Regions from separate parts of the Gossypium hirsutum genome. Here region 1 is linked to region 2. The links are chromatin contacts, called in public Hi-C maps. All regions are on one chromosome and are shown on one strand. The core of a region is the stretch at or near the end of the contact, and the rest is flanking DNA. Distances in the headings are between cores, read along the strand shown.

Region 1 (3,747 bases), core at 491-2,990, 150 kb after region 2:
TTCCTATTGACATTCTTATAAAAATCCTCTAATCGTCATCTTGTAATTTTCTACTAAATATTTTTTTACTAATTTAAAATTCGTAATAATAATACAATTATTTGTTTATAAACAAAGAAACTAATTGTGATTGAATTTTCAATCATTTGAAAATGCAACTAAAAATGATACGATTAAATTAATACTAAGGATTAATATCTTACTAAAAAATCTTCAAAAAATCTCAAAAAGAATACCTTAGAAACCTTATCCTTCAAGGAAATTAAATAACTAAAAATTAGAAGAGTGAAATTTGTTAAATTAAAAATTAAAATAAATAAAAAACTTAACTTCCACACTACCAAAAAAGCGTTAACAAATTAAATAAAAATAATAACTTGGATTCGTTAAATTTTAGTATAATTTATCATTGAAGATAAAAAATTTGATTTAATATAATGAAATTTGAAATTTATTTTAAAAGAACACTAAGGTTGTAAGAAATAAGGCAGAAAATTGAAAAGATACTTCATTCCATTTTTATGATTTTAAGAGAACAGTAACAACATCGATCAAAAAAGAGAGAACCCAAACCAAACACTAATAGAGAAACTTAAAATTACTAACTACTAAACCCAAACCAAACCCATAACAATATAGGCCCAAGCCCACTTTGAAACCTAAACTTAAGACCTCCAGCTGCCTTCAGATGCACCGCCGCCTTTTGAGTAACGAGATCCGCCGTCACCATATCCTCCTTCACGGCGTCCACCTCCGTACCCACCACCACCATACCCTCCACCATTTCCGTATCCACCTTCACGGCGTCCGCCACCATATCCTCCTTGGCGACCACCATATCCGCCGCCGCCTCCACCGCGGCTGTAACCACCGTTTCCTCCTCCAAATCCTCCGCCACCGCCTCCACTTCTGCGCGATTGGGCTTCGTTGACGGTGATGTTCCTTCCATCAAGATTTTGACCGTTCATTCCTTCGATCGCGTCCCTCATAGCTTTCTCGTCACGGAAAGTAACGAATCCAAAGCCTCGGGATCTTCCAGTCTCACGATCATTAATGATCTGAAAATGAAAACAACAAAACATTACTTAATTGAAAAAATTTCAAAATAAAAATTAAAAAAAAGATTTGTTAAAATCGATCGATCTTCGGCCCAAAGGGATGAAGAAAGAACGTACCGGTGAGAGTTTTAAAAGAGAATAGTAACAAGAGAGTAGTATCAAGTAACAAGTAACACAAAAGAACAGAACAAGGATCACAGATCATATGACAGGGGCGCCCAGATCGGGTCGGATCAAGTCAGATCTGGAGTCCGATCCCTGCAACAAACGGACCTTCGATTCGACGATTTCACCAAACGCACTGAAGGCTTCTTCGAGGGCCCGGTCGTCGGTGGCCCATGCGAGCCCTCCGACGAAGCACCGGAACTCGACATCAGCGGCGGCCATGAGGGGGAAATATCAAATAAACAAGGGACAAAAAGGAAAACTAAGAAAAAGCAGATATTTTGGAGAGAACTGTGAATGGTTAAAAAAGAGGAGGCCTAAACCATGATTTTATAGGGGGTGTGAGGTCTGAATTAGGGTTAATTAGAGCTGGATTAGCTAACCATGGTTAAATTCTTGACAACCCTGAATAGTAGGGGTAAACCGGAAATCGAGAAAAAATAAACCAGGGTTAGTTATGTGGGTGACTAAGTCAGAAAAGGGGCCCCACAGTCACGTGATTTCTGAGCAGTTGAGACTCTCATAAAAAAAGGGCATTCAAAAAATATCTTCTTACCTACAAAAATATCTATCTTAGACGTTCGTTGCTTTCACTTGTCACCGAATGTTATGGCGTTTAGTTCGGTTCTTTTCTGAATGACCAAAACGACCTAGTATTACTTTGGTTTTGGATTTTCCTTTTTTTTTTTTGTTTGGGGGGGATTTAAATATTTTCTTTTTGAAAATAAAAATTAATGTTAAATTTTTTATTGGAATCATATAGCAATTTAAATTATTAATATATTAATCATTTAATTTTTTTAAATTAAAATTTCATTATGCAACAAAATATATGTATACTCAATATATACGTGGAAAACAATATTACGTAATAAAGATATTTATAAGATATTGATATAAATAATAAATAGGGTTTTAGTTTATTAATAAAGTAGAAATGTCGAAAATTATAGAAGTTTAGTTTAAATATTGTTATGTGTGTATCTTTCATTTTTTATTTTTTTCATTTTTTTATTTTTTTATTGTTTTGAATATTTATTCTTTGTTCTCAAATTTTTTATTTTTGTTTTTGTTGTTTTCCTAAATTTATTTGGTGTTTTCTTTTTAGGTTATATCTAAATTTTTATTTTTCAAATAGAACAACTTGAATGCAATCCTTTCTCTGCCATCATTTATCATTTGGCATCAATTTTTGGCATTTTTGAATTGTTTTCTTGTGTTATCTAAAGTGTTTTGCAAATTTTACTTAAAACAAGTTTTAAAAAAATTAAAATAAACAATAAAAAAATTTTGAGGTTGAATTTTATGACCAAAATTTTTAAATCTGATATTTATCATATAAAGAGAGTTCAATTTAATTTTTGTAATTTTAGCACATCGAGAAAATCATAAACGAAAAATTCAAGTTATTTTTCATTATTTCAAATTTTCTGTTGGATAATTTATTTTCTTTGATTCTAGTTTTAGGTATTCTTTTGTTTTTAGCTTTCCTTATTTTATTACGCATTCTAACACATTTTCTCTTATTGTGTTAATAAGTACAAAAAGAGTTGCATCTCCTTTGTATGCGCAACTTACTTCATTTGTAGTAAAATTTTTGTTTGCCTTCTTAAAGTTTTAGGTTAGCTTTGTTAGAGAGTGATCCCACTTTTTTTAAAAATTATTGAGTTTGATTACTTTTTAAAAGTTATAAGTAAAAAAATCTCAACTTTTTGTCTCTTAAAGTTGTTTATTTTTTATTGCGAGTGCATAATAGTGAGAGTTAATTTTTTTTGACCAACTTTTCTTGTTTGAGTTTTTTTTTTAGCCTCTAATAATGGTACACACACATAGTGTGAAAGAGGAGAATAATAAATCTTGGAGAAAGCTTAGATGTCGTGTTTGTAAAAAACCCGCACGAACATGTTGTTTCCAATGCCCAAAAATATTCTATTGTTCATGGATTTGTCAAGAATAGCATTTGAACAAAGATCATAGCAGGATACACATACTTAACTGACTTTTTGAAGAGCATAAAAAAAATGCCAACAAGCAAACGAGAGTATGATGTATCTCTCACTTATTGTGAAATGTTATTAGTCTGGTTCAAAAAATCGTTGTAATTCCTAATGTCCGATTCACTAATCACCCAATGATGAAAGTTGCAAAGAAAAACATACATATGGCACCGAGCCTATTAAGGAGTCTTCTTTTAGTGCTACCATTGATGATGATGATATGAATAAGCAAGAAACTCCAGGTGACACCGTTTGTGAAGACAGTAAGTGTGATTTTGTGTCTATTGTTGAGTTTAGTTCTAGTAAAGAAGGAGAGAACCTATCCAAAAGAGAGAAATGATTATGTTTTCACTAACAATAACTTGAATTTATCCGGTGGATTTATTTCATTCTTTTAGGAATTTGTTGTTCATTTGAAAAGAGCTCAATTAACCCATTCCACCTATGATAAATATTCTTTTTTATTCAACCAAAGACAATATTTGAGGACGAATATTTTCAAGGAGAGTGGGAATGATACATGTATG
Region 2 (3,634 bases), core at 732-3,231:
ATTTATTATATATTATTTTTAAACATACATTTATTTTTTAAATTCTTGATTTCCACGTGCATATGCGTTTGATAGAATTTCTAATTTTGATTATATTTGTTTAATATCCCAAATATAGATTTTAGATATAAATACTTAATGATGAGCTTAGATCCGGACAAATCTAGAATCTTTTTAGAGGAATAAAATTGAATTATAAATTTTTAAAATGTTAAATATAGATTTTATCATATTTTAATTAATGAACTTATTATTTTTTTCATTTTGGGAGCATAATTTTTATATTAATTTATAATATGATTAGAGGCTAGTATTGTATTGTTCAGTTTGAGGGGGTCTACCTCCCCCACTATTCGCCCCTGGTTTGGATAACACGCAGCAAAGTCTAGAAAGAGCAAAATAAATGTTAGAATAAAACATAGTACTTACACAAGGCTACGATTTAAGAAGCCTCCATACTTGTCTTGAAGAGTTTCCGGCGAATCAAAGTGCAATAATGTCACAAAAAGCTTCATACCTTCAATTGATGAAACATAATATGGAATTCATTATTGAACGACAAATAAAAAAACAAATAAATAAGTACTTAAAAATATTCAATTTAATTACAGAAAGCTTTAATTACCAAATTTAATTACCCAAATATATATGAACCAAAGAAAAAAATAATGATTATTGGGTAAAATCCTAGTCCAGGGAATGGAAAATCTATAAGCATTTACTCCCAGATCCCCTTAAAACCAACACATCTTCCTGCAAATGCTTGCATTTATACCAATTATATTAATAACCTATTGAAGGTGTCCGTTTGAAGCCTTATATTTCATTTGGCATTTTAGTCTTTTAAAATAGAAAATTTTTATTTATATTTTTTATAATTTATAAAATTTTAAATTAATAATGATAAAACTATATTTTAATTCTTAAAATAATAAAATTTTGATTTAATCCTCAAAAAATATAAAGATATAAACTATTTCATTTGCCCAAAAAAATTTTTAATTTCGCCGTTGCTCCCCTAAACTGTATTTCTGAATTCGCCACTTAATATAAGGGAATGTGTTTGGTATGGTTTTATTCAATTTTTTTATATTTTAAAATATTATACTTTATGTTCTTGTTCATGTATAGTTATTTACTTTGGATAATAAATATAGATGTCTTAGAAAAAAAATCCTAGTTAACATAAAAAATTAAAATATTAAAAAGTGTTATATATATTTATAGTAATAGTTTAATTTAATTTTTTTAAATATGAATTCAAGTTGAAATGTTACCTTATAGCAGTTGTGCAAATCAATTGCTACTTCCAAAGAACTATTGTCCACTATTTTATCTGCATGAGAAATATTAATAATAAAAAAATTAAATATAAAAAATCCTAATTAATTCGTTAATAGTGGTACTATTAAATGCTAACCTGGCAATTTCCGAATAAATTGATCCCATACAGTAGGCCTTTTTCCTTTAGATTTTTCTGATCCTTCAATCTGCATTCAATTTAATTAATGAACCCAACTACGTTCGCATCGAATTTAGTCATGAGTTTGATCGAGTCAAAATATAACTGCATTGAGTCGACTCGAAGGAAACAAAAAAAAGGAACTATGCAACACGAGATTTAGGTCACCTGAGCAGCAGCAGTTGAAGCTCCGAAAACAAAATCAGCTCGAAAATCAGATCTCTTCACATTAACGAAAGATTCTTCAGAGTCTGACGAAGGTTCTCCGATCCTTTTTTGAGGCTTTTGAGCTACTGCAAATGCGAAAGTTAAAAAACGCAAACAACTACAAACGAAAACCATGCGGAAATTAAAAAGCAATTAAGAAGATGAACGAACTTTCGCCATGAACAGACAAGCAAACAAGTAAAGCAAAGGCAAAGGTCAAAATGTGGCGAGAATTCCCAGGTGATTGCAATTGAAAACCAAAACAGATTTTTTTTTTTAAATGATATGTTTCGTTACGGTAGTGACAATCCATGCATTTTATAGAAAAAAAAATCAGTTTTTAGCGAGTTAATTGACTGTTTCAGTAAATAGAGTATACTGTTAAATAGTCAATAGCCTGTAAAAGTAAAATAGGAGTTACCCTTTTTTATTTAAAATATGAATAAAATAGTTCTTATATATTAGATAAAAAGTAAAATAATTTTTTTGTTAAATATTTTATCTATTTTTATTGTACGTATGCATCAACATGAAATACATGTAGCATGTCATATTTTTTAAGTAAAAAGAATAAAACGTAATCTAATTCTTAATATAAGGTTGTCTATAGTAATTTTATAGTTTTTGTGTTTGATGTCAATTTTGTTTGCTAAATTGTTACTAAACTTGTTATTTGGTGATACTCTTTATAAATGAAACCGAATCCTCGTGAACAAGGGCGAAACCGGGGGGTGGCAGGGGCCCGAACCCTTTAAAATAGAAAATTTTTTATTTAAGCCTTTTGAAATTTTTAAAATTTTAAATTAGTAGAGATAAAATTACACTTTGACCCCTTAAAAATAATAAAAATTTGATTTAATCCTTTAAAGATTATAAAAAATAAAAACTATTAAAATGTAAAATTATAATTTTATTACGGTAAAAATTATAATTTAATTTTAGCTTTACCCTAAAAAAATTTCTGGCTTCGCCGTGCTCGTGACCCCATTCCAGATTCCCCAATTGAAAAGTCCTTTTTATCAACCTGTTCTTCCCAGCAGTAAAAAGGCTGGGTAAATTTAGATAATGTGTCTGAAAATTCAGCATTAACATAAGCATGGATGGAATGTGCCAACTGAATTAAGTTTAGGGTTCTAATTCCTCGTCCATAGTGAGACGATGTTTCTTGGGATTCTTGTGCAACAGCGTAAGGACGAGATCTGGACTTTAATTTACATGTTGTACTGAATCTTTGTGGGATTTTTTATTTTATTTTTTGCTTTTTAATTCCTTGGAATTGCTTTATGTGAAAGGATAGAAAGGAAAGGGGGAAAAAAACTTGCACAGAAAAGAAAATGGACCCGAGGAAAAGGAAAAGGCAATATCATCTTTCACAATCAACACAAAACAAAGAGAATCAAAGAGATCTTGCCTGCGGATGAGGCCAGGTCCACCCCTTTCACCATTACTTAATGGCTTGAAAATGACCCAAAGTTAAGGCTCTTGTGACTCCAAGAACAACAAGTAGTTGCAATAAAGGTGCAGGCAGGCAGGCAACCCCTTCAGTGGTCCCTGCTTGAGCCGCAACCTTTACTGGACTAGTAGTTTTTTTTGGGGTATATGATTTTGAGCAATGGAGAAACCATTCTATGTAGCTAAATAAAAAAAGGGATGATTGCCCTTTCTTTGATATCTCTGTGCCTGTGTGTGCATACAGCTTTTGCTCCTCATTTATATGTGGTCATATGCACTAATTATCTGTGTCTCCATCACCATAGATGGTCCACTTGTAGGTTCCATGTCCTCTGCTTCAAGTTGTCACTCAGGTTTAATCCCAACAAAGGAACAACTTGTGCCAGTGAATTCAACCTATGCATTCCCTTCAGAACATTACAATATTTGTGGTGCTTATTGCATAGTCTAGTCTAGTTTGATTTGGCAATTAAACTAGTTTCCCTTTTAATGGTAGAAATGGGGCACTGAAAA

What was found. Hi-C and Micro-C count contacts between places; a contact is called where the count stands out from the background.
Region 1: a Hi-C map of leaf shows a contact between it and region 2, with 6 times the contacts expected there. The contact joins the promoter of LOC107952135 here to the promoter of LOC121212756 in region 2. A contact is called at or near these places in 2 of 34 Hi-C or Micro-C datasets (both in leaf).

Annotation. Positions count from the first base shown.
Region 1 is chrA13:4,158,980-4,162,726 of Gossypium_hirsutum_v2.1, forward strand. LOC107952135 (glycine-rich RNA-binding protein GRP1A) reads right to left here and starts at 1,741. Exons shown (of 2, transcript XM_016887412.2): 1 at 1,332-1,741; 2 at 491-1,058. The coding sequence starts at 1,445. The coding sequence ends at 666.
Region 2 is chrA13:4,007,574-4,011,207 of Gossypium_hirsutum_v2.1, forward strand. It overlaps LOC121212756 (beta-glucosidase 12), which reads right to left and starts at 1,982. Exons shown (of 6, transcript XM_041086167.1): 1 at 1,841-1,982; 2 at 1,631-1,755; 3 at 1,421-1,490; 4 at 1,278-1,336; 5 at 430-517. The coding sequence starts at 1,982. The coding sequence ends at 512.